5 separate regions of the Mus musculus genome follow, and all the other regions are linked to region 1. Evidence: chromatin contacts called from public HiChIP or PLAC-seq and promoter capture Hi-C data. All regions are on one chromosome and are shown on one strand. Each heading gives the region's core, a stretch centred on a gene start, on an enhancer-like site or on the middle of the called end of the contact. The rest is flanking DNA. Distances are from core to core; before and after follow the strand shown.

What was found. Promoter capture Hi-C pulls out the DNA fragments that hold promoters and counts their contacts. HiChIP or PLAC-seq counts read pairs in DNA pulled down with a chosen protein or histone mark. Capture Hi-C pulls out chosen DNA fragments and counts their contacts.
Region 2: a contact with region 1 is called in a promoter capture Hi-C map of the 3T3-L1 cell line, with 2.4 times the contacts expected there. The contact joins the promoter of Spta1 here to the promoter of Ifi207 in region 1. A contact is called at or near these places in 5 of 39 promoter capture datasets (the 3T3-L1 cell line, the C10 cell line, the HPC-7 cell line and 2 more).
Region 3: a promoter capture Hi-C map of macrophages shows a contact between it and region 1, with 6 read pairs. The contact joins the promoter of Aim2 here to the promoter of Ifi207 in region 1. A contact is called at or near these places in 2 of 39 promoter capture datasets (the C10 cell line and macrophages), 1 of 484 Hi-C or Micro-C datasets (bone marrow-derived macrophages) and 3 of 9 other capture datasets (bone marrow-derived macrophages, liver and macrophages).
Region 4: a contact with region 1 is called in a promoter capture Hi-C map of adipose tissue. The contact joins the promoter of Olfr432 here to the promoter of Ifi207 in region 1. A contact is called at or near these places in 12 of 39 promoter capture datasets (the 3T3-L1 cell line, 3T3-L1-derived adipocytes, the C10 cell line and 7 more), 1 of 484 Hi-C or Micro-C datasets (adipose-derived mesenchymal stem cells), 1 of 115 datasets of contacts at active chromatin or transcription factors (heart atrium) and 5 of 9 other capture datasets (adipose tissue, bone marrow-derived macrophages, liver and 2 more).
Region 5: an H3K27ac HiChIP or PLAC-seq map of bone marrow-derived dendritic cells shows a contact between it and region 1, with 3 times the contacts expected there. The contact joins the enhancer-like site here to the promoter of Ifi207 in region 1. A contact is called at or near these places in 8 of 39 promoter capture datasets (the 3T3-L1 cell line, 3T3-L1-derived adipocytes, the C10 cell line and 4 more), 4 of 15 datasets of contacts at CTCF or cohesin (the NIH/3T3 cell line, large pre-B cells and pro-B cells), 3 of 484 Hi-C or Micro-C datasets (adipose-derived mesenchymal stem cells, bone marrow-derived macrophages and macrophages), 5 of 115 datasets of contacts at active chromatin or transcription factors (bone marrow-derived dendritic cells, bone marrow-derived macrophages, fibro-adipogenic progenitors and 1 more) and 4 of 9 other capture datasets (adipose tissue, bone marrow-derived macrophages, liver and 1 more).

Annotation. Positions count from the first base shown.
Region 1 is chr1:173,738,689-173,743,759 of GRCm38.p6, forward strand. It overlaps Ifi207 (interferon activated gene 207), which reads right to left and starts at 3,121. Exons shown (of 8, transcript NM_001204910.1): 1 at 2,900-3,121.
Region 2 is chr1:174,169,687-174,174,757 of GRCm38.p6, forward strand. Spta1 (spectrin alpha, erythrocytic 1) reads left to right here and starts at 3,090. Exons shown (of 52, transcript NM_011465.4): 1 at 3,090-3,275; 2 at 4,641-4,877. The coding sequence starts at 3,255. Gm36196 (a long non-coding RNA gene) reads right to left here and starts at 3,095. Exons shown (of 3, transcript XR_373720.3): 1 at 2,867-3,095; 2 at 535-584.
Region 3 is chr1:173,417,658-173,422,728 of GRCm38.p6, forward strand. Aim2 (absent in melanoma 2) reads left to right here and starts at 2,947. Exons shown (of 9, transcript NM_001013779.2): 1 at 2,947-3,029.
Region 4 is chr1:174,047,929-174,052,999 of GRCm38.p6, forward strand. Olfr432 (olfactory receptor 432) reads left to right here and starts at 2,447. Exons shown (of 1, transcript NM_146716.2): 1 at 2,447-3,385. The coding sequence starts at 2,447. The coding sequence ends at 3,385. It also overlaps the pseudogene Olfr431-ps1.
Region 5 is chr1:173,449,971-173,455,041 of GRCm38.p6, forward strand. It overlaps Aim2 (absent in melanoma 2), which reads left to right. Exons shown (of 9, transcript NM_001013779.2): 3 at 2,858-2,978; 4 at 4,254-4,343. Among named protein-coding and RNA genes, the nearest start is that of Aim2, 32 kb to the left of the region's middle. Within about 2 kb of position 1,916, at least 44 of the 459 cell types and tissues checked have an H3K27ac peak or open chromatin away from gene starts, as enhancers often do. A contact at or near this core is called in bone marrow-derived dendritic cells, bone marrow-derived macrophages, macrophages and 1 more, where this site is marked.

The sequences.
Region 1 (5,071 bases), core at 1,871-4,370:
TGAAGAATGGTTCAGTTTTTCTAATCATTAGAGAAAGTTAAATAAAAATTATATAAAAAATGAAATCAAAGCTATTCTGATGTATAATGTTATAAACACTTAGAAGGTTTATTATTATAGAGATAAGAAATAAATTCTGAAAAGGATTCACAGAAACAGGAAATATAACACATTATTTGAAAAAATATAATTTAGTGTACACATTATAGGAAATAATAAAGAAAACCCTTAAATATAGAAAGCACAACCAGTGTATTTTACTTCTTCTAATATCTGGCTACATACCAAAAGAGATAAAATTTTAAAGTGGTTTAGATAAAAACAATACCTTTGAATTGCTGACAAAATACTATTTGATGGTTTTTTAAATATTAGCTATATACAGGAGATTATTTATTTCATCATTATTCACAATAGTTGAAATACAAAATAAGGTAAATATCCTTTAGTGGATGAGTTAATAAAGATAATGAGAACCCAGGTACCATGGTGCATGCATGGAAGTCCAGTCCTGTAGAAGTAGAGAGAGAAGGATGAGGAATACTTGCCTGTTCTCAGTTGTGAGACTCTGTCCCCCAAAATAGATGAAAAAAACAAAACACCCAAAAACACATGTATGGAAAGTAGACATTAAAAGGTCAGGGAGAAGTATCTGCTGTGCAACCGCTATGGACTGAGATTAGATCCCTGAAACTTTTGTAAAGAAACAACTCCCCGAAGTTGTCTGTGGTTTCCACACACATTCTGTGAATTGTATATAACTCCTCACATCCTCCCGCAAAGAACACAAGCATTCAGTAGCCATTCAAAGCAATGGATTTCTGTCACTTGAAATTTGAAAAAAATTGAATGAAACTGGTGATAAATATGTTCAGCAAAACATGGCAGACACAGGAATAAAAATACCTCATGTTTCAGTTATTCACAAAGAGGAACTTTGTAGAAAAATGGAATGGAATGGTGGTCAGTAGAGATGGGAAGAGGCAGAGGCAGAAGAAACATGTAGATGTTCAAAAAAGAACATCAAAACACAGCATAAGTCTCATCAAAAAACATGAAATCCTAACACATATAGTTACTGATTGTTGAAGACATAGAAATGCTGGTTACTTGGAGTAGACTACTACACATTATATGTACAAATTGATTTTATAATATGCCATATATAGGTCTATGAGCTAGAAAAATTAATAAATCATTTAAAATACAAATCTAAAAGTATACAGCATTTAGGAGGCAGAGATTGCTAGAAATCTGTAAATTTGGAGCCATCCTGGTCAACATAGTCAGTTCTAAGCCAATCAGTGCTACATAGTGAGACCTGTCTAAAAAACAAAAACACAACAGATCAAAAGGAAACAAAACCACAAAATGAGACCAATTTTAAAGTGGTTTAGATAAAAACAATACTTTTGAATTGCTGACAAAATACTATTTGATGGTTTTTTAAAATATTAGAAAAATTTGATGCTGAAAGACTAATATTTTTCTTTTTTTTGGTTTTGGTTTTTGTAGACAGGGTTTCTCAGTGTAGCCCTGGCTGTCTAGGAACTCACTTTGTAGACCAGGCTGTCCTGGAACTCAGAAATCTGCCTGCCTCTGCCTTCCAATTGCTGGGATTAAAGGCATGTGCCACCACTGCCGGGCTCTGAAAGAGTAATTTAAAAACACCAAAATTCTGCACTAGTATAGTTAAGGACCATCCAAGAAATTATCATAAAACCAAGAAATTATCATAAAACCTGGAGGCTCACTACTTAATAATGAAAAATTTCAACCCAAGAAAATGAAACAATTTTAATTATATAATTACCAAATAATAACAGACTTTAGTTTTATAACTACATCATTCTCATGACATTAAATAGTAAAATACAAAGTTAATCATAGACATTTAAGAGGGGCATGGTAGTGGATGTCTATGATTAAAGGCCTCCAGAGGCAGAGGCAGAGGCAGAGGCAGAGGCAGAGGCAGAGGCAGAGGCAGAGGCAGAGGCAGAGGCAGAGGCAGAGGCAGAGGCAGAGGCAGAGGCAGAGGCAGAAGAGGAAGAGAAAGAGGAAGAGGCAGAAAGACTGTAACTATGAGGGTGGCCTCAGCTATGTGCCAAGTTATAGGCAAACCTGGCTTGGATAATGAAATTATTTTTCAAACAGTAATAATAACAAGCAATAATACATATATAAACAGGAATGACATTGACTAATCATGACTATGGTTTTAAATTTATGCATATCTCAACTACTAAAAACTTAGGCAAAACACGATAAAAATATTAGAAAAATTTTAGGAAAAATTAATAACAATGAACAAGATTAACTTTAGCCCATTAGAAATCACCTCCAGCATGGAATGAAGAGGAGAGTATGACAAATATTGACTCTAACATCTGATACAAGAGGGAGCTAAGAGGAAACCTAAACATAAAAATGTCAAGACACTATTTAAATAACTGTATTAACAAACGTGGGACATTTTCTTCTACAGGCTAATGAGAGTTCTCAAGTTTTGTATATTCACAAAACTGGAAAGTATATTCATATTAAAGTGTGGTTTTCATTTAACATTATTTTAGTTATCATTTTTCTTGTTTCTGTCTTGTCTTTTACACAGTCATTCACCACAAACACCTTGCTCCCAAGTCTTCTCTAGTGAAGATAAATGAAGACCATTGATAAGCACTAACTCATGAAAAGTCATAGGAGTAGAGGTGGCACCTTTATTCTGACATGTGCTGTCTTCCTAGTGAAACATTTGAAACCAGCTAGAGCAGGTTCAACGCTGTGATTGCAGCTGGGACCAGCCCTGGTCCCCTCACCCCCCAACACTGATTTTTTTCTCTGTTCCTTTATATTTCATAGATAGATCTGACCACAAATTTAAGAAACAAAGAGAACTCACCTCCTTGGATATTTCTGCTGCGATGTACAGATCCTGAGACCTTCAACAACACAAGAAGTGGCCTGCTTGGCTCGAGTAGGTAGGTAGATCAGGTAGTAAATGAGAAACTGAAGCGTGGGGTGTAAAGGAAGGCACTAGTGATTAGGACACTCTCAGAGTTGTTTTTTGAGCAGCATTGGCTATCTCTCTGTGCTGTCTCCCTTGGGTGAGCAGTGCTGAAACAGCCAGGACTCCTCCCAGTTTTGTTCTTAATTTTCGATTTCCCTGGCTAGGGAAACCTCTTAACTTCCTGAAAACACTGTGGTCACTATGAAAAAAAATCACAGCTTAGTCAGGCTCACATGATTTTCTGACAAATCTCACTAAATAAGAACGTCCTAACCTTTTGACTTTTGTAGCAAATGGATGTACACTGGCCACTAGACACAAAACTCACATGCATGGTGTACCTATACCAAGGTGTTAAAACTAGCTAAGCAGGGTTCTGCTCTACTTAGATAGGAGTCGTGGACAGCTAAGGTGGAGTTTTTATTGTAGTAAAGTACTCAAGACCCAGGAAATAGTCTAATATCCCCAGGGTTTGCAAGTGCCAAACTCTTCAGAAGCCAGAGACTTGTGGCTCTGAGATTTTGGATTGGAGACTTATTATTCTGGGATTTAACCATCAACTGCCAACCTGGCATTTGGAAGTTTTCATAATTAACTTCTGAAAGCAGTGGATCAAAGACAGTTGGAAACAGACAGTGCCTTTGTGATCCTGGCACCTTGAGAGTGGCTGGTGTCACAGCTCATTGACTGAGGTGCCTTAGTCCTTGACCCTCAAGGATTGGCAGCTGTCTGCAATGTTCCTGGTTGTCAGTCAGCAGTATCTCAGTCTTCAGTTCCTCATAGCCCTGGGTAACTTTCTCTCTGACACCCCTGTGTCAGCTCCAGATGTTCTCTGGATTTCTTCAGCTGATTTTTCGTCACAATGACCACTGTCATGACTACCTCTGTTTCCACTCCTCTATTCTCTCTTTTAAAATTTTTATTTAATCTTCTTTTTCTTACACTCCAGGTTTTATCCCCTCCTGATTCAACCGCTGGGTATTCCCAATCCCATAGCCACTCCCTGAGCCCTGTGTCTCCATAGGATTCCCCAGCCCCTACCCCCCATCCCACCAGACTTCCCCATTCCCTGGGGCCTTCAGTCTCTTGAGCATTGTATGCATCTTCTCTGGCTAAACCAACCCAAAAAATATAAAATACCTTGGTGTGCAAATATCTGATATGCAGATAGTTTTAGGCAATCCCCCAAGGAGTTGGAACCTGTAGGTTCAGAACAGATAAGTAGAAGAGGGTATCTCCACAGTTCTCTGTTAAATAGGACTTAAGATTCAGCTCAACCAAGATGAGAAAAGACAAAGCTAGAGTGAATTTGGCTGTTGTGGTAGATGGGAGTAAGTTCTATATGGAAGAACTGAATTGGGAAGGTAGCAGGTGCTCTAAGATTCCAATGATGAGACAAGAATGGATGAGGAAAGGAAGGCAGAGGTAGCTAATGTGTATTTCAGTCAAGTACGGTAGCTGTGCTATTCGTGGTAAAGAGTAAATGTTTGGTAAGCCAGGTCTGTGCAGGAGAACAAGGGCCTCAGAAGCAACAGATGTTCTGGGACACATTCCTACTACCCTGGGCCTTCATTCTCAGATAAGAAGTAGACGTGATCCTAACTCTTCTGTGAACCTTCCCTGCCAGAGGAGAGCTTGCCTCCAAGGGAGTGCTCTGAATCCTGAGACTCAGGTGAAATCACCACTTCCTCTTCCATGTAAGGTGTGTCTGTACAGAAGAGCAGGGGACTCAGAAGCAACAGAGCTTCTTGGACACATTCCTACTATGGGGCTTCATCCTCAGCCAGGAGGTGGAGCTGATCCTCAGTCCTCCATGCACTGGTCTTGCTAGGAAAGAGCTGGTCTCCCAGGAGTGCTGACAAAGACTTACACGCCCACAGGAGGAACAAGCTCCAGCCAGAGACAGCTAGAACATCTAACACCAGAGATTACCAGATAGCAAAAGGAAAATGTAAGAATCTTACCTACAGAAACCAAGACTACTTGTCATCATCAGAACCCAGAACTCCCACCACAGTGAGGCCTGAAAACCAAAACACACTGGAAAAGCAAGATTCAGATTTA
Region 2 (5,071 bases), core at 1,840-4,339, 430 kb after region 1:
ATTCTAATGTACTGCTCCAGATGTCAAATAGGACCAAATGCAGATCACTGCATCTGTAAAATATATCCAATCAGGTTTTCAGTGTTTGTTGTAGCTGAGTTGACTCAGTACATGGACAGAGTAGTGAAGTGTTTAGCAGCTCATACTCTGGGTGTTAATACTAAATGTTTTCAGAGGTTGGCTGGCTACAGATGTATGGGAGCTTGGATAAGACCTAACACTGTCCAACTGGTTAATTTTGAACTCAGAGGAAGTCCTGCAAGATGCTGTCTCTGCTCTGACATCTACTCTTCTAACACAATGAAACAGAAGCAACCTTGCCTTTCTCTTTTCTCCAATGAACATTGCTTAAACCACTTTGTTCTCTTATGTTACAATTAATCTGGACTTACGTGCCTTCTAATTAACAATGTTATTTTAAAGTAGATACCCGTTTCAATTATCTCCATATCCACAATGTCTGAGAGAGTTTTTAATCTAGCAAAACATTGAATGATGGTTTACTGAAAGACTACATGAGTGACTAGGAGATACCTTTATTTCTTGAGGTTGAAGGAGAGCAAAACATCAGAGTATTCTCAATTCTAAAACAGAATAGGGAGAAAAGCAAATGGAAAAATATATTAGTGAATAGAAATTTTAGTCATAACCCGAAGGCACAAGCCAATAACCCAACTCGATGCTACTTTGTGCGTATGATTAAATGTATGGTTAGGACTTTCTTTTGTATTCCTTAAACACAGTCGTTGAACTCCAGACTGAGTTGAGTGTTTGAAGGAGGCGGTCTGTGTAGTTGCAGCTCTTGACTGGTTCCTACTTGTGTCTGCTCTGATGAAAAATGACAGTTTTCAATTGAGTGCTTTTTGCTTCCCTGAAAGGGACCATGTCACAAACATGCTGTCCTTACAAGGCTTCTGAAGATTGATCTGCCTACTGCTGCCATCCACATTACTGTACTGAGAAACAATCATTGGTGGATGAGGGCAGGAGGGAACTTGACATAAAGTTTCAGTGGTTCCTATGATAGAATGGGAAGCATTCTCAGCGGGAAGTGATCTTCTACTGAAGAGTTCCCTTTTACATTCCAATTTTTAAAAAATTTATGACTCAGAATGAAGTGGATGATTTGGCACAGTCAAAATATAATACTGATATCATTCACATCCAACTAAAACTGACAATCCACCCTGCACAAAATAACTCTACATTTTTAAATTGGGCCAGATGCCAACGTTCAAGTAGGCAAATTAGTCATAGCTACTCCCTAGCATGCTTAAGAAAATTTAAGTCAATTTCCAACAGCCCCCTTATCCTTAAGTGGTAGATTTGAGCATTTGCTCGAAAGAATTTGAGCTTCCAATCCACTGCAACATTCCCTCCACTGTTCTAAGTTGTCTTCTAATCACAAATGTATAACATACTGTTGAGAGGAAATATGACTTATACGTTTTATTACTGCAATGAAAGCATATGTATAAACAGGAAAGGAAAAACAGAAAGAAGGTATAAATATTCAACTAGAGTTAAGGAGTAAGCAACTTCAGAGACCGTCAGCTGGTAATGGTGAAAGCAGATATTAACTACAGAAGGACTTTGTTTATGTAGTAATGCCTGCCTATAATTCCAGCAGTTAAAAAGCTAAAGTAGGACAGACAAGAGTTCTAGACCAGCTTGAGTTCTATATGGAAACCCTATGCACCCCACCCCCCAACAAAATACCTTTTTCATTTTCTGAACAATGTGTTCTACTATCTTGACCCATGTAGTAGTCAAAAAGCAAAGAATTTAAATATGAAGTAGCTCCAGCAAAACAAAGGCAAAATCGTTAGAGACTAGATTGATGATAGATTCTATTCTTTGGGAAATACTAATTTTGCATTAAAGTTATTGTATCTGTCTTTATTGACTCCAAAATATGCTTACAGTATGGAAACTGTACATTTTTGTTTCTGAAGCTCTTGGATTCCCTGAGCCCAAGAGCAGGACATCAAATGCCTCACTTTGTCCTGAGCTGTGAGCCAGGCTGAAGCAGCTGCTCAGGGCTGATTTGCCTTATGCGTACAGCTCTGCCCAGAGCTGATAAACAAGGCCCAGAGGGACAGCCCTCCAAATCACCCCACCCACGCACAGAAGACTCCTCCTGTAAAAACCATTCATTTCATGATTTCCCTCCTCCTTTTAACCAGTCTTCTCTTAGGCCATCAAAATTTATGGTTCTGGGCTCTACTTTCTGATGCCATCTCATAATAATTACAAAACCCTTAATTCCTTATAATCACACACACACACACACACACCACAGTGGCTTAATTGGCAGGACTGGATGTTGTGGAACAAAATTGTGTCTTCATCATACAAAAGACTTAAGTGTAATGTAAAACTGTTAGGAGGAAACCTGGGGTAAAGCTTCATGACATAGGTCTTGCCATTGATTTCTGAGACACAGGCACAAAGGCAGGAGCAACAGAAGCAAATGGGATGACCAGTGGATGGGTTGGCAAAGAGATATGGGATGTGGAACAGTCAGAAGGTGGACCTGGAGGGGGATAAAATCTGGAGTGAAAAAAAAAAAAGGTTAAATAATTTTAAGAAAGAAAGAAAGAAAGAAAGAAAGAAAGAAAGAAAGAAAGAAAGAAAGAAAGAAAGAAAGAAAGAAAGAAAGAAAGAAAGAAAGAAAGAAAGAAAGAAAGAAAGAAAGAAAGAAAGAAAGAAAGAAAGAAAGAAAGAAAGGAAGGAAGGAAGGAAGGAAGGAAGGAAGGAAGGGTGAAAGAGAGAAACATGTCTCCTCTGATTCCCTCAGTTCTCCAGTGTGAAATCAGAAGAAAGGGAAACCTGGAATTTCTTCCTGATTTTTAAATTCTCTTACCTTATAAGCTCTGTGACTGAGTAAAACACAGCCCAATACAGGCACTTGCCTTTCAAATGTCACTGGTTTTCCTCCAAACTTTTGCATCTGAAAACTTTGTTTCCTTTCCTTTGTAAAATACCTACTGAGGTCCAGAGAGCCACAGCCCCCCAAACTGCTGAGTCACCTTGTGTGTGGAAGTCAGCAGCTGCCTCAACTGAATATGTCCCCTGGAGATAATGCAGATTGTCTACGCTTGGCGGGACTCTAAAACTCTTTTTTTCCTCTGGGCCTTTGCCACATTCACATTTCTGACATTCCTATTTGAAGTGGACTGGACATTCAAAGAACTATTTTTCTCTCTTAGCTACATTTCATCTTGCAAAGCCTTAGACTGAGCTGAGCAGAGATGGAAACTCCAAAGGAAACTGTGAGTACAGACGAATTCTCATTCCTGATGAAGTTAGGAAAGCTTGTCTCCTCTGAGCCTTCCATTCCATCCTCACAGGGTCGTTAAAAATTACACTTATTTGATTTTAACGTAGCAAAGAGTTTTGATTTTAATTCTTTTATGAAGGTTTCACTTCTAAAAATAATGTAGAACTTTACAACTATATAATAATAATAATTAATAATAATAATTTTAATAATTACTTGCTCAAGTCAGATATTCAGAAAACTACTAGGTAATTTGAAACCAAATAATCCCACTAAAAATTGTGCTCTTGTGGAATGACTTAATTTTAGAGTCATCTCAGGAATTACTGTCTATAAAAAAACTATATTTAGAAAATAAAGTAACATCAAAATATAAACGGTATTGCATATTTTGGATAGAAGATGTAAGGAGAGCAATGCACTATAGAAATGTCTCTATGGAATTTTTTTCTAAATATTGTTACACAAAAACTGGATTTCTTTAAATTAAAGCATGATTTTGTGTTGATTAATAATAAATATTTTATATTCCAAAATCCAATTATTAAAACATTAATGATTTATACTTTGTGACAAGTGAGAAGACAGGTTACATTTAGATTTTCTTTTAAGCAGCTTTTTTTTTTTTAGTAAATCAAATTAGAAGAGTACATAATACATGATCTAGACTTTTAAAAAGGAAAAGTACTCAGGTTTATGTGTGTGATTCACTAAAGCAATTACAAACCATCTGACTGTTCCTTAAACTTACAGGATAACCAGCACTTATCAATGTTGTTTAGCCTTTGAAGGGTATAAATTACCATTTCCCCCCCCCCCCGTTTTTTTTTTTTTTTTTTTGTGAATGTTGTGGCACCAAGTTTTTTTTTCAATTTTTTATTAGATATTTTCTTCATTTACATTTCAAATGCTATCCCAAAAGTCCCCTATACACTCCTCCCGCCCTGCTCCCCTACCCACTCATTCCCAATTCTTGGCCCTGGCGTTCCCCTGTACTGGGATATATATATATATATATATATAATGTATGTATGTATATCTGACATTCTGTGGCATTGCTTCAGCAGTCCAAATTTCTTCTCTCTATAGAATCTAAAAATAGCTATTTATAGTTTAAAATTATACAGTTATACAGCACCCAATAACCGTATGAATTAATAGGCTTAATAATTTGTGAACATAGATTCAATATGGATGAAAGCCTTGGGATATGCAAGAGGGATCGCATTCTAAACATGAGAACTAGCCACAGCTACAGGCATTATTTATTTTTCTTTGTATAGCTTTAATTAACATAATGTGTATTGTGGGATATAGAATAATATTTCAAAACATGAAGAGACTTTTTCACTTACAGGCTGTCGAGAGCAGCGGACCAAAGGTCCTAGAAACAGCAGAAGAAATCCAACACCGAAGAGCGGAGGTGTTAAACCAGTACCAGAGGTTCAAGGATCGCGTTGCCGAGAGGGGTCAGAAGCTTGAGGAGTCTTACCACTATCAAGTTTTCAGGAGAGACGCAGATGACCTGGAGAAGTGGATCATGGAAAAGCTTGAAATTGCAAAAGATAAGACATATGAACCCACAAACATACAGGTAACTCAGTGCCACAAATGTCTACAGAACTCACCCTGAGTTCTCTAGAGACTGAAGTGGCCTTTTCCTCATGTTAATGTTGAGGAGGTGGATGTAAGCATGCCCTGATTCTGTGTACAGAACAAAGCCAAAATGGTAGAATGGGAACTTAAAAAATTCAGTTAAGAAAAAGGCTGGCATTATTTCTTCTTTAC
Region 3 (5,071 bases), core at 1,697-4,196, 320 kb before region 1:
TCATGGTGATGGTGTCTCTTGATAGTAATAGAGCACTGGCTAAGACAATTCAACCCCAGCTTTTTAGTTTTTTTTTTTTCTTCTTCTTCTTCCTAGTAGCATACAAAGACATAATTTAAGTCCCATTACTGTTTTTGACCATGGGCTGAGAGGTGCAGGTCTTTTAATGAAGAATTGATCGCCTTATTAGCTATATTGGACTTTTACTGCAGGTCTTGAGGCTGCAGTGGTTCTATTAATATAGGCTCTTGCCCTTGGCAGCCTCAGTTTCCCTCCTCCATATTCAACCTTTCATGTGATATGATTTTCTCTTTCCTCTCTTGTCTGCCATCCTTATCAATTCAGTTCCTCACACTGTTTTTTTGTTTGTTTGTTTGTTTGTTTTTGTTTTTCGAGACAGGGTTTCTCTGTGTAGCCCTGGCTATCCTGGAATTCACTTTGAAGACCAGGCTGGCCTCGAATTCAGAAATCTGCCTGACTCTGCCTCCCGAGTGCTGGGATTAAAGGTGTGCGCTTCCTCACACTGGCACCCTACTTGGGATATTTTCTTAGCTTCGAGTTGAATTCCTTCCATTCCCTTAGATAACTCCATTCATTACACATTTCAATAGATGCTCAGTAGACGTTTGAAATCACACAAAACAAAGACTTGTACTTTGTCCTATTCCTGTAGCCAATGAGGTTAAGTATAATTTACACTTAGTGTAGTAAGAATTTGCCAACAACAACTAATACTAAAGTACGATAACAAAAGCGATGCAAACGGCAGTGATGAATGCATTTTCGGTTTTGTTCAGTAAGTCAACATAAAGACAAAGCAATAGTGAAGGGACAAATCTTCATCAAGTGAGAGTGGGGACAGGCTGGGGAAGGCCCTTTGGGGACACTCCTTTGAAGTTTCCAATAGAGAGAGAGAGAGTCCTGGGCAGAGAAGAGTGAGGGTGAGAATTCCAACGAGAAGAACCAATACCTACAGTTAGAAAAAAACAGCATTAAACGGGATGCTTACGATACTCAGCAAAAACCAAACCAGGAAGTTAAGGCAGTTAAGTTTCTCTCCATGGCTGACCTTCACACTGTAGACCTGTATACATCACAGTTAAAACATGTTGGAAATGATTGACCTAGTTTTTAAGAAGGTCATATTTTTATTCTTGAGCTGTTTTGTCCTCCTTGTAACAGAGATGGAAAACCAGACATCCCCAGACAAGAAGCCCTGGAGGACACTGTAAGACAAATATTCTCTGAAGTAGCAGGAGGATAGAACCAGCCTCTCCCTGAGCAAACAATGCATACCAATTTACAAGTGTAAAGTGCACTACAGTCACTAGGGCAAGGTTGGGTAATGGAAGCTGTGTGAGGGCAGCCTGTCAATCAAGAGATCTGATTATGCAGAGCCCACCCTTTTTTGTGTGTTGATGTTGAAATCAAAGAAAACCAACCACCAGTAAGTGAGTGGGTGGTGTGCATTGGGCTGGGCTTGTCCCTTAGGCTATGAACTCCCTGGTAAAGCAGGAAATAACTTTTGTGGAGTTCCCTATATCTAAAATACCTCTGGTTGAGACCTCACAGCTGGAGGAGAAACTCTGCTGAGGCTTGTAAAAAGGAAACTGAAAACTAGCATTTGCTTGGGCAGAGCCTTAATATATAATTATTTTGCCCCAGCATCAGGGTTTAGGACTCAGCTATAGGGCCAGGACTAGCCAAGCTTCAAAGTGAAAGAAGATAGTTGAGAGTACTTTCTGCTTTCTGTCTCCCAAGACCTGATTTTCATGATTTTCATGTCCTACTACTCATAGTGAAAATCTTTGTGAGGCGGATGGTTTGAACTCTCAGGACATACACCAGTCCCTGAGTTGAGAACTAAGGCTGCTTTGGAGAGAAGAAAATCCCCTGAGGTAAGTAAGATATGTCAGAAGTTTTCTAGAGAAAGCTTTAGGACCATTTTGCTAATCAGTAAATTAAGAGGAAAGAGAGTCCTGGGTTTCTGAGGTTAGAAAGAGGGATTAGTATTGACTGTATTCTAGAAAAGAATAAGGCTGCAGGAAGCCTGGTTCTAAACCTTCAGTTGACTGAGGAACAGAAGTTATCTTTTATTGCACCACAACTGAGACCTTTACAAAAGAAAGTGCATTTGGCCGTGGCAGGAATTAGAATATATTGTTCAGAGGGTTGACCCAGACTGAGCCTAAAAGGAACTCTGATTTTCTGGGTGTGTTGGTCTGTAGGTGTTTTATTGACATGAATTTATATTTAGAAGAGGGCTTTTGATTTCTAGCTGAAGGGGGAAGAAACATAGGGGCCAGGGAGCTATTTCTCGATAAAAGGTGAGAATAATGGCATGACAGAAAGCCTGTGATGTAACGTTAGCTTGAAAGCATCAGAGCTCAAAATTCTAAGTAACCTTAATCTAAGAAGAAAATATCTAATAAAAAAAATGTGGGGAAAAAAAAACCCAGCATGGTAGTAACACAAAAGAACAATTAAAAAAAAATCAGACACGGAATCAAATAGAAAAAAAAAAAAAAAAAAAAGAAAGAAATGCCAAGCAGATAATGTTACTCCATAATCCCAAATGTTCAAGTGACATGGCATCTTTTAAAAATTATATGTGCTTTTAATCTCTATTTCCTTTACTTTATTAGGTAATAGCAAGTTTATTTCAGTCTAGTTCCAATTGGATCCTGCTTTCCCATTTCCATAGTTAAATCCCTGGAATTTGGGGGAAGGATCATTCCTATGGTATCTGTTGAGGTTTGAATATATGCCGGCTGGTGGCTCCGGAAGGTCTTGGGACTTTCACAAGGAGGAACTTACTGGAGAAACCTTATTGGAGGAAGTGGGTCACTGAGGGCGGCCTGTGAGAGGTGATAGGCGGTCTCACTTGTAACTCTGTTTCTTTGTCTGAGCAAGAATCACAACCTGCCTGCTTCCTGTCCTGCCTGCTTCCTGTCCTGTCTGCCGCCATGCTTCCTTAACTAGCTGCTAGGTTTTTTCCTTGTCGTGATGAAATCCACCCTCATGGACCTGTAAGTAAAATTAAAACCTACTTCTCCCCTATGTTGCTAATGTTCATGACATTTTATCAAAACAGAAAAGAAACTAATACAGCAAAATGCTGGGTCCTGTTTACATATCCAATTCTGTCTTTTGCGGGGAACTGAAAAGAGATATTAAGGAAAAGTGATTGCTAAGAGATATTTAAGGAAAAGTGATTGCTACTTCCTGTTATTTTTGTTGTTAGAGGTGGAATTATATCTGTGTGGCTATATTCTTTTAGTTTTTTTGAAAGATTACTTTCTTGCTTTTTTCTAGGGTGTAGTTTCCCTCTTGTGTTGGTGTTTTCCATCTATTATACTTTGTAGGGCCGGATTTATGAGAAAATATTGTGTAAATTTGGTTATGTCATGGAATATTTTGGTTTCTTCATCTATGGTAATTGAGATTTTTGCTGGGTATAGTAGCCTGGGCTGCCATGTGTATTCTCTTAGGGTCTATATGAAATCTACCCAGGATCTTCTGGCTTTCATAGTCTCTGTGGAGAAGTCTGGTGTAATTCTGATAGGTCTGACTTTATGTTACTTGACCTTTTTCCCTTACCACTTTTAATATTCTTTTTTTGTTTGGTGCATTTGGTGTTTTGATTATTATGACAGGAGGAATTTCTTTTCCGGTCCAGTTTGGAGTTCTGTAGACTTCTTGTATGTTCATGAGCATCTTTTTGTTTAGGTTAGGGGAGTTTTCTTCTATATTTTTGTTGAAAATCTTTACTGGCCCTTTAAGTTGGGAATCTTCGCTCTCTTCTATACCTATTATCCTTAGGTTTGATCTTCTCATTGTGTCCTGGATTTTCTGGATGTTTTGGGTTAAGAGCTTTTTGCATTTTCTTTGACTGTTTTGTCAATATTTTCTATGGTATCTTCTGCATCTGAGATTCTGTCTTCTATCTCTTGTATTCTGTTGGTGATGCTTGCATCTATGACTCTTGATCTCTTTTGTAGGTTTTCTAACTCCAGGGTTGTCTCCCTTTGTGATTTCTTTATTGTCTCTATTTCCATTTTTAGATCTTGGATGATTTTGTTCATTTCCTTTACCTGTTTGATTGTTTTTTCCTGTAATTCTTTAAGAGATTTTTGTGTTGCCTCTTTAAGTGCTTATAGCTGTTTACTGTGTTCTCCTGTATTAAATATTCATTAATGATATTTTTAGGGTATGAAAGGATATCAATATAAAAGTTGAACACATTTTTACAGACTATTTGATTCTCAAAATGCTCAATATTATTAATATGTTTGATGTATAAAATACATTTAAATATTAAAAATTGAAGAAAAAAAAGAAACTAATACAGTAACTACTCTTTGGAACTCAGTGATAACCTTTGTGCCCTTACCGAAAGTGTGGTAAGTATTTCTAAGTATCAGAACATAGTTGTTAATTATGTTGTTCAACTTTTCTACTTTTTTGCTTTTTGTTTTATTTTATTCTTGGCTATTTAAAGCGTTAGTTACTGAAGGAAATGTTTTGTAATTTCTGACCATCATGGTACATTTGCCATTTGTTAGTGGAGAACTGTCAAATTTTGTTTACAACTGTTGACTTTATTCAATGAGGTGCTTACTGTTTAGAATTGTTGGTTATATTACCTTGATGACTTTAACATTTAATTGTTGTATAGCAACTCTGTCCTTAATGGCACTATTTGTCTTATAGTCTTCTCTGACTAATATTGATAGAGCTGCTCTAACTAGAGTTTTTGTGCTTAGTGCCTGATACATATGTTCACGTATTTTTTGCTTTGCAGCTACTCAGCACTTCAATTTCCCCCACTGTGTCTTTTTTAAACACCACAGGCACCACAGTGGGTTTTATTCCAGTTTAGCATTCTTTTTAAACCCATGAGTCTAATTCATGTGCGTTCTGTCAGTTGAAATGTTTGAATCTTGTGTAACCATCTTATATCGCTTCATATGATATTTCCATGTTTGTTTTCTTCTTTTTAAAAATACACTTAAGATTATTCTTTACACAGAATGATGCATATTATGTTAGTCATGTTTTTAAAAGTCCC
Region 4 (5,071 bases), core at 1,197-3,696, 310 kb after region 1:
AAAAAAGAAAGAAAGAAAGAAAAGAAAAAAAGAAACAAACTTATTGCATTAAGATGTCCAGGGGAAAAATGGTGGTGACATTTATTGAGAACTGGTAGCAATCCTATTGATGGGGATTTAGAATACTGCATTTAGAATAGCATTAGCAGAGAACTAGAGATATTGTGCTGCAGGTAAGTATACTTGCTGTTCTTACAGAGGACCTTATGGAACTCTAAGCACCCATCTCTGGCTGCTCATACTGCCTGTAACTCTAGCTCCAGATGATCTGATGCCTTCCTCTGGTCTTTGAGCACACATAAATAGGTACGCAGGTATACAATACAGATAAATCAATAATTTTAAAAGTAAAATAAAATCTGGAATACTACCAGAGAATACTGCAGTGGCTAGGAAGAAGAGAGAAGTACAAAGCAAAGCCCCTATGAGATGTGTCAAGAGGTGCTAAAGTAGTACAAGCAATGCCTTATTTCAGGAGTCGTATTTCCTCATTTGTCTTCACCACCAACTCAACGTGAATCTTGATCCAAACCAACACTTCCTCTGTGGCTGAAGTTCTGTAACTGAAGAAGTTTAAGTTACAGGTTCCCGAAGCTCAGCACCCATCCGACATGGTGATAGCTTGTTTAAGTTACAGGTTCCCGAAGTTTCTGACATGGTGATAGCTTATGATTCTCTAGTTATTGATTGATTTGTACTAGGTTCCTTATGGACAGCCAACCTTTATTAATATCTGCAGAACATTGGACCAGAGAACCCATTATGGCCACTGCAGTATGAGGTGATGGTATGAAGGAAGAAATAGGGTCATTCAGCAGAAAACAAAAAGCTACCGTGTGGATTAGGTTGTTAAGTCATAAGGCAAATGATGCAGAATGATGGCAAATCTCCAGGCAAGTGTAATTTTAAAGGGGCAAAGCAATTCCCCTTTCCTAAAGTTGTTATTCTTTATGTGTGAATGAAGATATGAGTACTAGATTGTTTCCTTAATGTCATGTTATATGGTCATTGCAAGACAGGCAATATCCCTGGATTAGATTGCAGAACTCCAAAGTGTAGATGCAGAGGTAAGTCATTGGCGAGACACACACATCTCATCTGACTCATTTCTGTGGGCCTCACTTCTTGCCCCAGAGGGATCCATACTGAGAGTTAGTCATAGTAACCTCAGGGAACGTTTATTAAGGAGTTTGTGGGAGAGCTTTGTTTCCAGGAGCAGGAATTATAAATAAGGGAGTGTCTTGGGATAGAAGTGATACCAAGAAGAATGAGACTAGTTCTGTTGTAACCAAAAGAATGAGGTAATGGTTGGAGGTGGCACACAAGAGGTAAGAACAGCAAAAAAAAAAAAAAAAAAAGCAGCAGGAGGCAGCTGAATAATTGACCTTTTCTGAATAATTTCCATTTGAGTATGAGCATGACATTCTGCAGATATTAATAAAGGCTGTCCATGAGGAACCTAGTACAAATCAATCAATAACTAGAGAATCATAAGCTATTACCACGTCAGAAACTTCGGGAACCTGTAACTTAAACTTCTTCAGTTACAGGACTTCAGCCACAGAGGAAGTGTTGGTTTGGATCAAGATTCACGTTGAGTTGGTGGTGAAGACAAATGAGGAAATACGACTCCTGAAATAAGGCATTGCTTGTACTACTTTAGCACCTCTTGACACATCTCATAGGGGCTTTGCTTTGTACTTCTCCCTTTCTCCTACCCACTGCAGTATTCTGAAGTGTATCTCCCACTAGAATACTTCCAGAAAACACATCCTCTTAGCCAATGGATTATTCATGTTTCCCAAAAGTATTCAGCTTTGAGATATGTTCCTAAGATAGCCTTGTTTCTTGTCCATCATTTTCTCTTTCCACCTTTGATAAGAACCTTGATGAGTTCTAAACAAACCTGGAGAACCCCCAATAAGACTTAGATGTTAATGAATGAACATAAGTCTCCTTTTCCTACTATATCCTAGTTGTTGAATCCAGTATACAATAAGGATCATAATTTCGAATTATCATGGGAGCACTTAACTAGGAATGGTAGGAGAAAGAAGCAGAATTTTCCTATCATTTTATTTGTTGGGATTTTTCTTTTTTTTCTTTTTTTTCTTTTTTCTTTTTCTTTTTTTTTCTTTTTTTTTTTTTTTTTTTTGGCAAAGCAGAGAGGAGAAAATCTTAGGCCTGACTGCTGCCATAGTCTACAAATGTTGTTCTGTGAATTAAAACAATAATTCTATGTGGCCACTGTCACCAACAGATATTAAACAAACCACTTCTGACTACTAGTAGTCAAATCCTCTTTCATCCTGTAGATGGAATGGATTGAGTAGACAATATGTGATTTTGACTTGTGTGTTCTATACTTTGGTCTCTGGGGAACATTGTCCAGAGGAAAAACATAAAGGTGATTATTTACTGCCTTTTTCTTTCATTCCCAGGAATCATGGATCATGTCAACTATACCTGGACACGGACCTTCATCCTTGCTGGTTTCACTACCTCTGGCACCCTGCAACATCTTGCAGTTTTTGGAACCCTGTGCATCTATCTCCTCACACTGGCAGGGAACTTGTTCATCATTGTCTTGATCCAGGCAGATTCAGGGCTGTCCACTCCCATGTACTTCTTTATCAGTGTCCTCTCCTTCCTGGAACTCTGGTATGTCAGCACCACAGTGCCCACCTTGCTGCATACCTTGCTCCATGGGCCTTCACCCATCCCCTCGTCTGCATGCTTTGTCCAGCTGTATGTCTTCCACTCCTTGGGCATGACCGAGTGCTACCTGCTAGGTGTCATGGCTCTGGACCGCTACCTTGCTATCTGTCGTCCACTGCACTACCATGCACTCATGAGCAGACAGGTACAGAAACAGTTAGTTGGGGTTACATGGTTGGCTGGTTTTTCAGCTGCCCTGGTGCCTGCAGGTCTCACTGCCTCTTTACCTTATTGTTTGAAAGAGGTGGCCCATTACTTTTGTGACCTGGCACCAGTGATGCAGTTGGCATGTGTGGACACTAGCTGGCATGCTCGGCTTTATATTGCAGTGATTGGCATGATCAATACATGCAATCTTACTTTCATCTTGGGACTCTATGGAGGTATTGTGAGAGCTGTGCTGAAGCTGCCTTCAGCTGCTAGTCGTGCAAAAGCCTTTTCCACCTGTTCCTCCCATATAACCGTAGTGACACTGTTCTTTGGCTCTGCCTTCATTGTCTATGTGGGCCCACCAGAGATTCGAGCTGAAGGCAGAGACAAGCTTATTGCCTTGGTATATACTTTGCTCACCCCTTTCTTCAACCCTATTATTTATACTCTTCGCAATAAGGAAGTAAAAGAGGCTTTTAAGAGGGTCACACAGAGGATTAATGCTGTGCTGAAATGACTTGAAGTCTGCTAGGTTTATTGTATTCCATCATATGAAAATTGAAAGATTTCCCTGCTTATTGTATAGACAATTAACTAGTTGTTTCGATGATATGTCAAATTTTCAACTCATGAAATCTTTCATTAGGACACATTGTAAAATGTTGTAAGACAAATATAGTCCCTGAACCTACCAACGTAGGAGTGGGTGAGGACACAGATTTGAAGGGGAAGAAACAAAATGACGTTCACCTTTTCTCAGGCAGATGGAACTTAGTTAGAAAGTGAGTTGGTTTAATTTCTAGAATCTGGTCTGGCTATGTGTTAATGTTTCAGACCGGATTTTTGAAGAAAGACCAAGAAGATATTGAAATTAGTTAAAGATTTTGGAAGAGAGCATTGCGCAAATGTTGGGATGGACACCAGGGAGATATGAAAACAGAACACAAAAGTACATGGAGTTCAGTACATTTGGACAATATTCTGATAAATAATGTTGGAAGATGGAGTGGAGGTTTCCTCTAATAGGAAAGAGAGTGGGATGAGAAACAAAGTAGCCTAGTCAATTGGCATTATAAACAATTTATAAAATCACTGTCTGCACTCTGAATTGAGGCGACCAGGAAACATGGTGGGTACAGGTCCTGTGGGAAGAACTGACTTTTTGAACCATGCAAAGATGTAAAGACAAAAGGATGAATGTCTTCAGTTCCCTGCACTCATGAGCAGACAGGTACAGCTATGGCTAGCAGGTACCACTTGAGTGGCTAGCTTTACAGGTGACCTGGTGCCTGCATGTCTCACTGCCATGTTGCTTGAAAGGGATAGCCTGTTACTTTTGTGACCTGGCACCACTAATGCGGTTGGCATGTGTAGACACAAGCTGGCATGCTCGGGTTCATGGGGCAGTGATTGGTGTGGCCACTGGATGCAATTTTGTCCTCATCTTGGGACTCTATGGGGGTATTCTGACAGCTCTCCTGAAGCTGCCTTCAGCTGCCAGTCGAGCCAAAGCCTTCTCCACATGCTCCTCCCATATGACAGTGGTTGCACTGTTCTATGCTTCTGCTTTTACTATGTATGTGGGTTCATCTCAGAGCAGACCTGAGGGCACTGACTAGCTTATTGCCTTAGTGTATGCCCTCCTAACTCCATTCCTATCATCTATTCCCTTCGCAACAAAGAGGTGAAAGAGACCATGAAGAGGGTCGGTGACAAGATCAGGACTTTGTTGAGGGACACCTAATTATCTCTTTTGACATTACCCACATTCAGGGTAAATAAAAAACTCAAATGGCTTGTGAATCATTTTGCAGAATCAAAATAAATGCCAATAAGTGTACCACTAAATTTAGCACTTACTATGATGCACACACACTCAGTGTTTTGGACAGATCAATTAAAGATAGAGGAGAATGAAGGAAAGGCAATTTTCTCTGAATTCATTTCAGCATGATGATGAAGAAATGTCACAGCAGATTAAAAACACATAGAAAAATGTTTGAATTGTCTATCTATCTATCTATCTATCTATCTATCTATCTATCTATCTATCTATCTATCTATCATTTGCCAGGCACCTGGTCTCTGCCAAGGTTTGAGATCTGCCTTTTTAATTAACATACTATCCCTAAGTGGATATCTGATGGCTCACAATTTACACATCTCTAAAGTATAGGGGATAATATGAACAGTCATTGTCTCC
Region 5 (5,071 bases), core at 666-3,165, 290 kb before region 1:
CATGTAGTTCATCCTCTGAGGCTTTGAGCATGAGCACATGCTATCAGCTCTCAAAGCAGACATTTTCTTTACTGTCACTCCAGCTCTGTCCCCTGGAGTCTCTTGGTTGGACTCATTTCTCTTGAGCTTCAGTCACTCTTAAAGATTTCCTGCCAGCCTTTTTAGGAGACTGACATTTTCTGCAGCTCCTCATGCAAGGTCCCCGAGGTACCTCTCGGGCAGTAGCCCAGTATCTTAGTGACTTAATCCCTCATCCAGCTCTGGGAGCCTCCCATCTGACATATCTGCCCCTGAGCCCTCTGTTTTAGCCCAGACAGTCAGCCAGCTTGCAAGCTACCAAGCCTGCATGTCAATTTTTCCTCATCTTTTTCGTCTTCGGTCTTTTCAAAACAGTTTTTGAAAAATACTCCTCCACCTTCTTTTCCCAGTTCCTAACACAAGCCCTCACCTCCCATCCCAAACTAAGTTTCTATTCCTTGTACACTATCACTACCCTGAATCCTGTCTATCACTTTTCTATTAATAGCTTTGACTCAGTGATTAGTCTCACATGGTTCTGTTACAAGTCCCTGATTCAGTAGCATGGCATTATAACAGTAGCCATTTAATGGAGATGTTCACCTTTTCCCCATTTTACACTTGAGGATATGGACACTTTATAAGGTTGTAATTTACCAGATGTCACACAGCCAATAAATGGCAGAGCCAGGAGTTGAGTCTGTGTCTGTCTAGCTGTCTAGCTGTCAGCCGTAGGCAGCAAGTGAACACGGTTGGAGATCCTTGAAGAATTGAGAAATCTTGGCATGAGGAAGGTGGGCGTCTGTCCCTAACAGCAGATGTCAGATGCAGGAAATGGAGAGTGGCTTTCCTTTGTTTCAGAAGGTGTACTCCAGAGGAGTCATCCTCAGGCTCACTCCCAGGAGCAATTTTCCTTTTGTTCTTCTATACCACAGCTCGCCCCCTTCTAGAACATTCTCATCAGCATGAAGCAAGACTGATTCCTCTCATGTTAGAAAAGAGATCAAGTGAGCAATTATAAGTCACTTTCTCCATTTCCTATCCCACCTCCTACCCTGTCTTTTATCACATTTCTCTGGCCCTTTTACAGCAAGACTTGTGTTGAACTTCCATCCCACTTCCTTGTCGCTCTTCTTGCTACCCGTAACCCCACATGGCTAACCCCATGACACATCTGTAGCCTTCACCTTAGGTAGCTTTATAGCAAAACAAACAAGAGACACAGTTGATTCTTAAAAAAAAAAAAAACTTTAAGAGTGATCTTTTCTTAGCTTCTGAAACATGTGTTCTCCTTTGCTACAATCCCTCAACACCCACTTCCCATGGATGCTAGGTCTGCTATTGGCAGTGGCCAGTGAGTTAGCTTTGAATTCTTGTTTCTCTTTCTGAATTTCATGGTGAGTGCACCCAGGTCTATGCCATCCCAGTAGACAAACAGGCCCAAATATGACATCCCAGTAGGGTATAAGTCCCTGCTTGGTGGTAAGTCATGTCAAATGATCTTGATAATTTGTGCTTGATGATCTGTCTGATAACACTAACCTGAAGAGAGCTGATACCCAAATCTAGGGTCCACCAAGGGCGACACTAACCTGTGTCACACCTGGGACTCACAGGCAGAGAAAATATGTGGTCAGAGTAGGGTGTGTGTCCCTTTCTCACTGCCAGGCTGGTAACGATCTAAGCAAGCTTGAGACAGTCCCACTGGCATGTAGGCAATTGCTTAGTTCTAGTGTATGTCGGGAGGGAGGTTTCATCTATGAGATGTGGCCTGGGTCTAAAAGGCGTTACTTTCTGTTTCTTGCTACTTCCCACTGCAGTGAGCAGAATTCTGGGCTAGATTTGGGCCATGTTGCCTGTGGGTGGAGACCTTTCTGCTCATCCTTCTGTCTGACCCAGATCCAAGGAGAAGAGATAGAGGAAGTGAGCATGCAGACTGACTTACACAATTCCAGTTGCTCAGTCTAGCCTGGGGGAAGGGGTTATAGAATTCTTCCAAGCAGTGATACTTCGCTATGATAGCCTCGTACTGAGTTTAAAGACTAAGGCCTGGGATGAATTCCTTCTCTCTGTCTCTCTCTGCCCCCCACCCCCCTTTGTGAATGTGGAGGAGTGTCAACATGGACAAATCTCTCCCTCCCATTTCTTCATTGTGTCTTGTCTTACTATCAAATGCAACCAAGACAGGATGGTCTCTCACATGGCTTCTTTAGGTGTTAGGAGGGTGGGTTGGGCTCTGTACAACTAATCAAAATTTGTGTGCCTGTGGGAAGATGGTTGCTAGGGGTTCTTATTTCCTGCCATATTGTTCTGTGACCTTTCAACTGGGCTTCTTAGTCAAACTAAAAGCACCCAGAATCCAGCCCAGAAGACACCTAGAACTGTATTTTTACTTAGAAAAAGTCAATGAATGTTTGTTGAATGCTTGTATTGCAGATGCTATTTTAGGAGCCAGGACTGCAGACATGAACAACAGAGTCCTTGCCCACAAGCCACTTTTATTCCAGCACAGAATGTGAACCAAAAAACTACTGGATTGCTAAGTAGACAAGTAGAGAGGAAAACGAAACAGTTTGTGGTAACAGAGAGGAACAGGGCCAGTTTTAGTTTTATAATACATATGCAGGGAAGTTTGAGTAGAAATCTACAGAGAGGGTGGGTTTAATTTATTCCAACACACAGTGAAGAGAGATAAATGGTTTTGACAAGGGGAAAAGATGGCAATTATTATATCATTATTAATACTTTAAGAGAGTTACGGAATGTGTGTCTTCGAATAACAGCCAATAACGTTAGAATTTTGTTGTTGTTTTGTTTTGTTTTGTTTTTTAATTTAAAGGTATTGTTGCCCATTCTGTGAATAATACAAAGGCAGTGGGAACAAGACAGTACAGAGGACTTGATTCAGGAGACTTGAGGTCTGGCCGCATAGTCATCCTTTAGAAGCTGGGTGGCGTCAGGTAAGTCATTGTGCCTCAAATCCCAAATTGAACCAACAATTACTGCAGAGCTGGTGTTTTCCAGGTATGCCGTAAAGGGCACTTTCACATAGTGTAACAGCCCTCCCTGTTTAGAAAGAGGCCAGCCTATCATATATGTCTTTCTTAACCCTTTCCATCTCTCAGGCTCCCTGTGCGAGCACTTGGCATATGCATTCTGCGAGGCATAGCACTGTACTCTCAGATTGCAGCTGCACCTCTTGCTGGCCCTGAGGATTGGAGTGCATTTCCTTCGCTGATAATCCACCCTCTACCCAGCACCTCACTGTGGCTGTATTTCCTGGTCCTTTCAGTTGAACCCAGAACCTCCCACATAGGAGTCAAGGGCTCTACTGCTGAGATTCATTTTCGTCTCAACCAATAGTTTACAACTTTTTTTTGAAGACTTATTCTATAGTAAAATGAAAAATTGTATGTAAATAAGATAAACAACCTTTGGAGGAATCAATGTCTTAATTTTTCATATAAAGTGTGATTAACTGTGATTATGTTTTTATCGAAGATGGGTGTAGAAAGATTAAAATTTCACACAGACCAGCAGAAAGCATGCTGAGGTGATTAGCATCCTCCACATACTAAGTCAGAGGAGATTTCCTACTTCCCGTTTGTCGAAGGGACTGGTGCCCTGGTGCAGACTCCTCGCTGTGGCTATTCTGGGTGTATTGTATGTCTTAAGTTGGAAAGGGTGCTTATGGTAGTTTTGGGCTTTGAATATGAGCACCACCCACGTAAGCAGAGATACTCTGATCTCTTCCTTACCTGCCCAGTTTTTACCGAGAGTGGCAAGGTCTCATTAACTGTAGTCTATAGAGCTCATTGAAATAGTCTGCAGTGGTGGGAAATGTGAGGGTCTTTGACCTGTTGTTTTCTTCTCATGAATCCCCCTGTTCTGGTCTTATTTCTTCTACCTTGTTCACTGCAAAGTAACAGACTACTAGCAGTGTTAATGATATTGTTACACAACGTCATCACATACTGAAGCACACTGCTTGTTCATCTCTTTTCACCACTCTTCACCTAGGCAGTTGACAATTTCTCACAGATATGTGGTTTTCTTCACATATTTGAAAACAAGGCGTTTATTCATCATAGACACTGGAGGCGGTACAATCCCAATTTGGACCTTTTTGTTGATGTTTGCATTGTTTGTATTTTCATGCAGAATTTTAGACTATGTTTTCGATGAAATTTAATAACTCTTGCCTCCCTAACATGTCCTTTATGTATATTGTTTAGGAAGTTTTCCTTTTTCTCAATGTAAAGTGAAGAAAAAAAATCCAGTGTTTCTCAACTGTACTGCTATTCCTATTTAGCTATTGTATCTAGGTGAGTATTTATTTTTCTGTGATATAAGATAAAGATCAATTATTATCATCTCCCACATAATTTTTCTGAATACTGTTCTTTGCTGATAATTCTTTCTTTCAGATTTATTCATACTGTTTATGTGCCATGTTTTTTGTATATGTGGTTCTGATTTTATTCTGACATTTTTCTGCTTACCATTTGACTTCCCTAATTATTAAGTCTTTAAAAGCATTTATAGGTAGTCGGCAGAGTGTTACTTGGTGAATATTTTAACATATTTGGTATCTTTTTGTCCTTAGCTTTGCATGCAGATGTAGAATTATCCTTACATGATTTCTCTGAGATTTTGCATGTAGTTTGTCTATTAATTGACAAATTGACATCTTCTTTTTATTGAATGTTCCCATTCAGAATATCACATACATCCTAAATTAAGAGAGAGATAAATTAAGGAACAAGGGAAAGAATCCTTAAATAGACCAACTCATATATGGGAAAGTGAATTTTTTTGGAAAACAAAGAAGACATGGTCTTCTCCATACAATCACGGAAAATTTTTGCCACGTGCACAAAAGGATCTTTGTATAGTTTTATACCATATACAAAAGAATCCAGAATAGGTCATAGATATACAAGTTAAACCTTTTAAGTCTCTAGAGAAGAATACAGGAGAAAAATCTTCTGATCTTGAATTTGAAGAGATGGGACAGCAAAATATGGTCCTCAAGTGAATGAACTGGTAAATA